Linked DNA regions of Mus musculus: region 1 is linked to region 2. A link is a contact called in public HiChIP or PLAC-seq data. All regions are on one chromosome and are shown on one strand. The core of a region is the stretch at or near the end of the contact, and the rest is flanking DNA. Distances in the headings are between cores, read along the strand shown.

What was found. HiChIP or PLAC-seq counts read pairs in DNA pulled down with a chosen protein or histone mark.
Region 1: a contact with region 2 is called in an H3K4me3 HiChIP or PLAC-seq map of embryonic stem cells, with 17 read pairs. The contact joins the promoter of Plxnb1 here to the promoter of Celsr3 in region 2. A contact is called at or near these places in 2 of 39 promoter capture datasets (embryonic stem cells and liver), 3 of 484 Hi-C or Micro-C datasets (all in embryonic stem cells), 6 of 115 datasets of contacts at active chromatin or transcription factors (craniofacial prominence, embryonic limb bud and embryonic stem cells) and 2 of 9 other capture datasets (liver and pancreatic islet).

What each region holds. Positions count from the first base shown.
Region 1 is chr9:109,093,686-109,096,940 of GRCm38.p6, reverse strand. It overlaps Plxnb1 (plexin B1), which reads right to left and starts at 1,505. Exons shown (of 38, transcript NM_172775.2): 1 at 1,296-1,505. Gm7628 (predicted gene 7628) reads left to right here. Exons shown (of 2, transcript NR_168955.1): 2 at 1,109-3,099.
Region 2 is chr9:108,824,474-108,827,998 of GRCm38.p6, reverse strand. It overlaps Celsr3 (cadherin, EGF LAG seven-pass G-type receptor 3), which reads right to left and starts at 1,954. Exons shown (of 36, transcript NM_001359572.1): 1 at 1-1,954. The coding sequence starts at 1,679. It overlaps Gm35025 (a long non-coding RNA gene), which reads left to right and starts at 1,879. Exons shown (of 2, transcript XR_871161.3): 1 at 1,879-3,517.

The DNA.
Region 1 (3,255 bases), core at 256-2,755, 270 kb before region 2:
TTTCCCATTAGTGGGAGGGGAGGAAGGACTCCTCTGGGGTGTACCTGGCATGAGTGGGCCCCGAGACCATTTTCTTCTGTTCCGTCCTCCCACCCTAGACAAGAGCTCTTTAAAGGCAGAGAGTACCTGCTTTTTATAAGAAGGCTCCAGTAACCAGCAGACCCAACGCAGAGCAGGTGTTCCCTACATGGTGACAGAGCCCCCATTTCACTGCCAAGGAGATCCAGACTAGAGGGGTAATATGGAGCTCACACTCCGCTTTCAAGCCTCTTAGCATCTCAAAAGCCGAGGAATCGGCCCAGTTTTATTAATGATCGGACTAGGGCTTATTTGGAGCCAAGCCTCACGTCCCTAACTTGCACTGCCAGTATCTCCTCCCTAACTCCCCACATCTCAGGCTGTCCAGGCTCATCGCCAAAGTCTAACTAACTCTGCCTGTGCCCAGGCCTGCCCCATAGGCCTCTTTAGAACCCACACTCCCCGAAACCCTACGGCAGGGCCCAAGACTGGTTGCCTGACTTCTGCAAAGGACAAGCAACACCTAACCCTCTCCTGCAGCTGCTCTCACAACCAAGAAGACTCACAAATTCAGCCCCTTCCACATCTGCACTTGTCTGGGAGTTGGGGGAAACTGGCCTTCCCTTTCTGAGCTCGGCCACCCACACTCCCGCCCCTATCCCAGTATCCACTTAAAAGGGAGAGTTACTTTTTGACAGTGAAGTGGTGTGCACTACACACCTGCCGTCTGGATGTTGAGTAGGGTGGAAGGGAGCCATCATTTACCAGACACCCGCCATAAATTAAGGCGCTCGTCAAGCACCGGCTGGGTGTGTGGGTACCGAGACAGAGTCCAAGTGTTAAAAGGCTCGTGGTCCTCCTTTGTCAGTCTCTGCCTGAAAGATCTGTTATCCTATGGGGAAGCCTCCACTTCCTTGCTTCGACTCATCCTCAACCCTCCTCCCTCCGCCGCTCCACGGGACAAAGACCCCACCAGTGGCCCAGGGAGGGCGGGGAAGGGGCCGGCCGGTCCCGAAAGCGGCGGTGGCGGCAGCGAGGAGGGGGCGCGGAGGAGCAGCTCCACCTCCTCTGTCTCCCAATCGCGTTACAGGCGGTGCCGCCAGAGTTTGCCTTCGCGCGCGCGAGTGTGGTCCCAACTCTGAGGACCGAAGCCACCCACCGGAGACACCACTCCGGCTGCCTGTGCCCAGCGGGATCGAGGCCTCGGGCCGTTCCACCTGGGTGCGCGCGGCTCTCGCCTGCAACCCCGCCTTCCCTGCCCAAGTCTCGCAACTCACCGCCCGACCCTCCTGCGGGATGCGCGCGGCGAGGCGTCCGCCCGCAGCTCCGGGCTAGCTCAGATCTGCGCGCGGCGGCCTTCCCTCCCCTCGGAGGTGGGTCTGGCGGAGCCGCAGCTGTTACCCGGAGACCGAGGGGCGGAAAAAACTGCGCCCGCCGCCCGCCCCTCCCGCCGCGGCGCTGCCTCCGCTGGGAACAAAGGAGACAAAGCCGCGTCGGCCGGCCCGGGCTCCGCTCCTTCCACCCCCCCACCCCCCGCCCGTCGGGCCGCCCTCCCCCCGCGCGCCGCCCGGACCAGGCCGGAAGCTGCCGGGAGAACGGGGTACGCGGCCCCAGCCATCCGGGACCCCGCATTCCGGTCCCGCGGGATCCGAGTTTGTGAAGGGCCTGGGGGGGTGATCAACCCCTCTCATTAAATGGGGGCTGCAGCGCCCGGGCGGTAGTCATGGCAACGCAGACGTGTAGGGTGAGGAGCGGAGCCGGGAGCGTGGGCGGTCCGCCCCGCCCAGCCGGGCCTCACCTGCGCGCCGCTTAGGACCAAGAGGCTACGGCCATGGTTGCGAGCCTTATTACCTGGGCGTTGAGATACAGCACTGGAGCCTTTCCCCGTCCTGCCAGAGTTCGAGGGACTTGTGCCCCACACCTGCTCTGCCTGTTCCATAACCACCATCTTGACTATCCCCAACGCACCTCGCCCAGCGCCCGGAGCGCCCTCATTCCCTTCTAGATCCCGGCCCTTGGAGCCATCCTCTCCCCCCAACTTTCTTCACCTGGTCTCCTAGACGCCAGCTTCTCCTCTTCTCACCTGGCCCTGCCCACCTTTCCTTCTTTCAATACTCCACAACACCCAACCTCTCCTTCCGGCCCCCACCCCTGGCTGTTTGAAGAGAGCCCGGGCTTTGGACCTGAGTTTGCGCCATCACTAAGCCATGTAACCTGACACCCCTTCCCCCCCCACACACACACACCCCGACCTTTTTGCTCCCTGACTAATAGGGGGTAATACCACCAAAGCTGAACTGTGTAAGCAGGGCATACTGGCTGTGAGGTGCAGAAGTAGGGTCTTATTTCCTTCCCTCCTCCACGGCCTGTACCTGGAGCCATGCAGAACTCAGAAGCCTTGAGCAAGTCTGGACTCCCTCCTTGGAAAACACCTGGGTCTTTCTGGGAAGGAAACCCTGGGCAGAGGTTCTCTCCTGAGGGCTTTATGCAGGGCGGTTCACACCCGGGCTTGCCAATGGCAATCTGTGGAGCCAGGACCTGACCCATCCTGAGGGCTTTTGAAGGACTTTGGCTCAAGGCCATTGGCATAGTGTCCAGAAAGGGAAAAACTGCATATACGTCACCTGGAAGCCTCTAAGGTTAGAGGGCTCTAAATCGGGGGAAGCCGTCTTCCGTATCTGCCACTTCACTAAGGGCTGATGCCAGGCTGCTCTACCATCACACCCTCAGACTCCCGTGGGGTGGGGTGGGGGTGGGGTGCTGGCTTGATTTATGTCAACTTGACAGAAGCTTGAGTTATCTGAAAGAATGAACTTCAGTGGAGAAATCGCTCCATAAGATCCCCCTGTAGGGCATCTTCTTAATTAGTGATTGACAGGGGCGGTCCCAGTCCATTGAGGGTGGGGCCCCCCTGGGCTGGTAGCCCTGGGTTCTGTAAGAAAGCATACTGAGCAGTAAGCGGCACCCCTCCACGAGGTTCTGGCCCTGCTTGAGTTCCTGTCCTGTCCTGTCCTGTTCTGTTCCTGTCAGTGATTAACAATGATGTGGAAGTGTAAGCCAAATAAACCCTTTCCTCCCCAACTTGCTTTTTGGTCATGGTATTTCATTGCAAGAGAAACTAATTAAGACAGGGTTCTATAGCTCATCTGCCTGCTTTCCAAAATACCCCTCCCTTAGACCTCAGATCACCCCTCTTCTTCCCCATCCCCCACCCACCCCCCTCTGAGCACTTGATCC
Region 2 (3,525 bases), core at 705-3,204:
GCCGTGACACGTAGCACCACCGTGTGAGGGCGCACATCCTCACGCACCTGTGCCACATAGCGCTTCTCGCTGAACTGGGGCGCATTATCATTCTCATCCAGCACAGTTATGTGCACTCGCACGGTGGCTGAACGTGGCCCAGGCTCCTGGCCCTGGTCACTAGCCTCTACTACTAGCTCATAGCTTTCCATGTGTTCCCTGTCCACGCGGCCACTGGTGCTGATAAGACCCGAACGTGGATCAATCTCGAAAGCAGCGGCGGCTGCGGTGCGCACAGCTGGCGATCCCACGAAGCGGTAGCGCAGGTTGGCGTTAGGTGGCGCGTCGCCGTCGGTGGCACGCAACTGCAGGATGGGGTAACCTTCTTCCACATTCTCACGAAGTGTTTCCCGATACTGGGCTTGCTCAAACACTGGCGCGTGATCGTTGCGGTCAGCTACTGTCACCGCCACCATGGTGGTAGCTGAGAGGCGCGGTGAGCCGTGGTCCTGTGCTGTTACTCGAAGGTAGTGGCGTTCCATACTCTCACGATCCAGAGCGGCAGCCGTGCGGATGAGGCCACTCTGAGGATCAATACTGAAAAGCTCCAGCGAGCGGCTGTTCATGAGCGCCGCCAGCGAGTAGATGAGGCGCCCGGCCTCGCCTGGGTCCGGGTCTTGTGCCACCACGCGCAGTACTGATGTGCCCGCTGCCTCATTTTCAGGTACCAGTGTCTGGTAGTTGTATTGAGGAAACTGCGGGTGGCGGTTTGCAGCACGACGAGGACGAGCCTGGTTAGTTGAGAGTATTTGCTTGGCTTCAGGACCAGTCGGAAACCCGGGAGGGCGCGGCCCAGGGCGCTCAAAGAGGAAACGGCGGCGGAAGAGACCGCGGGAGCGCATGCGCCCGGGAGCTGTCCGAGACTCGCGAGGTGCTGAACCCGGCGTAGGAGCTGTCCTCACAGCACGTGGTGCTGAATCCTCCCCCAGGCCAGATCCTAAAGAGCCGGGGAGGCAGTCCCGCCGAAAGGGTCCCCTGTCCACTGTGGAAGTCGCGGATCTCTCACCCTGACCCTTGTGTCCTGGCTCCCACAGCTTCCCGCAGCAGCGAGAGGTTTCCACTCTTTTGCGGATGCTTCTCCTAGCATTACGCTGGAAGGCCACTGGCCTGGAGCCATCAGGCTGAGCCAGAAGTTCTGAAGGGTGAGGAGAGCTGTTCCTCAGATCAGAATCCCCTGGGGACAGAGCATCGAGTGGCAGGCTACCTCTTCGTAAAGGCCCTGTCCGCCCACAAGAGGAGATCTCTGGGTGCCAACATAACAGATACCCTGGACCCTGACCTGCCTCTTGCTCGCGACTACCCAATGCCTGGACCACCACCTCCGCGTTTGGTTGCTCAGGGGCCCCTCGACCATTCCGGGCGTTTTGCCTACCTACTCGGAGCCTCATGAAGACAGGCTCCCTGACCCCCAGGCCAGGATCTCCATCTTCCCAGACGCCGGGAGATTCGGGACAAAGAGCTACGGCTCCACTGCCGATTTGCGCTCTTGGCCCAGTAGTAGTAGCAACCCCTGGGTCCCAGTCCTGGTCCCCACCGCCCCCCAGCTCCTCCCGGCTAAAAGGGAACAAAGAGAGGAGAAGGAGCAGTAGTACCGGGGTCGACGGTCCCGGGAGACCCCACCATAGAGGCCGCCTCGCCATCACCCCCGCCTCCCGTCACGGCCTCCGCCGCCCCCCGCCCGGGTCCGGGCCTTGGGCCCGCCCCGCTGCTCTGGCCCCCTCCTGGGCCCCTGCCGCCGCCCCGGCCCTCCGCCCCTCTGCCCGTCGCTCCGCGCCGCCACTGCTCTCTGGGCACCATCTACTCCGCGGCCAGAGCCCCTTTGGCATACGGCCCCGGCTTTTGCCGCCCCCACCACAGCATCCCCGACGCCGCTGCCGCCTCCCGACGCTCCAACATGGCTCCCGGCCGCTCCGATGGTTTGCTCCACCTCCGCCCCGATGCCCCAAACCTGGTGGTACAGCCCGTCGCGCATGGCAGTTCTGGCGACTGAAGCCGTTACCGCCATCTTTATTGAGAACAGAAGTGCTGCCCACGGTGCTGAACGGAGCTGGGAGTTTCTCCGCTACTCTGCCACCGCCCTCCCTCTCATCCTAGTGCGCTATTCCAGCGTGGCTTCCTAGTCTTTCTTCAGACCGAGAATCTCGTCTCCCTTTAGAGCGCTAGTTCCGAGCCCTAACACCCATTTTGGTTTGAAAATGTGCTGTCATCGGTCTGGGAAGGGTTACCATATAGAATCCTGGGACTGTGAAAATAATGGCCAGACACCGGCCTGGTTCAAACAATAGCGTTAACTGTTTATTAACAAGTTTAACTTATGAGAAACATGTCGCAAAAATCTCCTTGTTTGCTCCTACAGAACAGGATCTGAAAACGACCCTTCTGAGACAGGAAGAGAAGCCAACTCTTCTCCGCCACGAGAGTCACTAGCGGTCTCCCAGACTTGGGAGAGACACCACGTCTCTCTAGGCTATGGTTCTTTCCAGTGTTCTGAGATGCCACGTGGAACCCAGGGTTGTACAACTGTGGACCCAGCTTCCTCAGATCTCCGCCCCCTCGCCTGCGACAACTGCATCCTTTAACCCCTTGAAGAACCCGACAGAAGCTCAGTTCTCCCTAGTCCTGGTCCAGTCTAGCTTTCCGTCCAACTCCTGGCACGCGCGCATCTCAACCAACCAATAGCTAGATGTGGCGCAACAGACGTCACAGAATCCTAGAGAAAGGCGGCGCATTCCAATTAGAGTGTCATTGTTTCTATTGGCACAATGGGAGACCCCGCCCCTCTCGGAGGACTCCATTGTATGCGGGAGGTAGGAGGGCCTCGCGGGTTCCACGCTAGCCAGCAGAAATAATCCAAAAGACGCGCTATATTGATCAGCCTCCAAACTTGGCATCGGTGATGAGCTGCAACGCAAGGTGCAGGGGACTCATTCATTCTGACACCGAGACAGGAGTCAGGCCTAGGACCCCAGAACATTGCCCTGGGTGCGGTTCCCCCGGCTGAGTGGTTACTACTTCAAACAGTCCAAGAACTCCTGGCCAAGACCTCTGGCCCGCCCCCAAATGGTAGCTATGACATCACCAGCAACCAATCAACGCATTCTCTCGCTCCTGGGTTTCTTTGCTTCGGGGAGGTTTGGCTCACTCGGGTTGCACTGGACGAGGCTGCTGTGATCTGACCCATGGGTATCAGCTGTAGTGTTTGGGGTCGTTAAGTCTTAAGACTCAAGTCAGAGTTCCGTGACAGATACACCATTTGTGCGTGTAGGTGGACTATGTACAGCGGCACTAAAGAAAGTACTCCGTAGGATTGTAGTTCCTGACTAGAGAAGAGAGGAGCGGGACCTGGTTTTGAAGCGCCCGCCGCTCTGTGGGTCCACAGACTAGCTAGTGGAAAGCGCAAATCTCAGGTTGAACAAGGAGGAAACCAGCTGGAATCACAGAGGAGACCCCTGAATGACCTTAGGGATCTGGACTTCCGGTACGAGT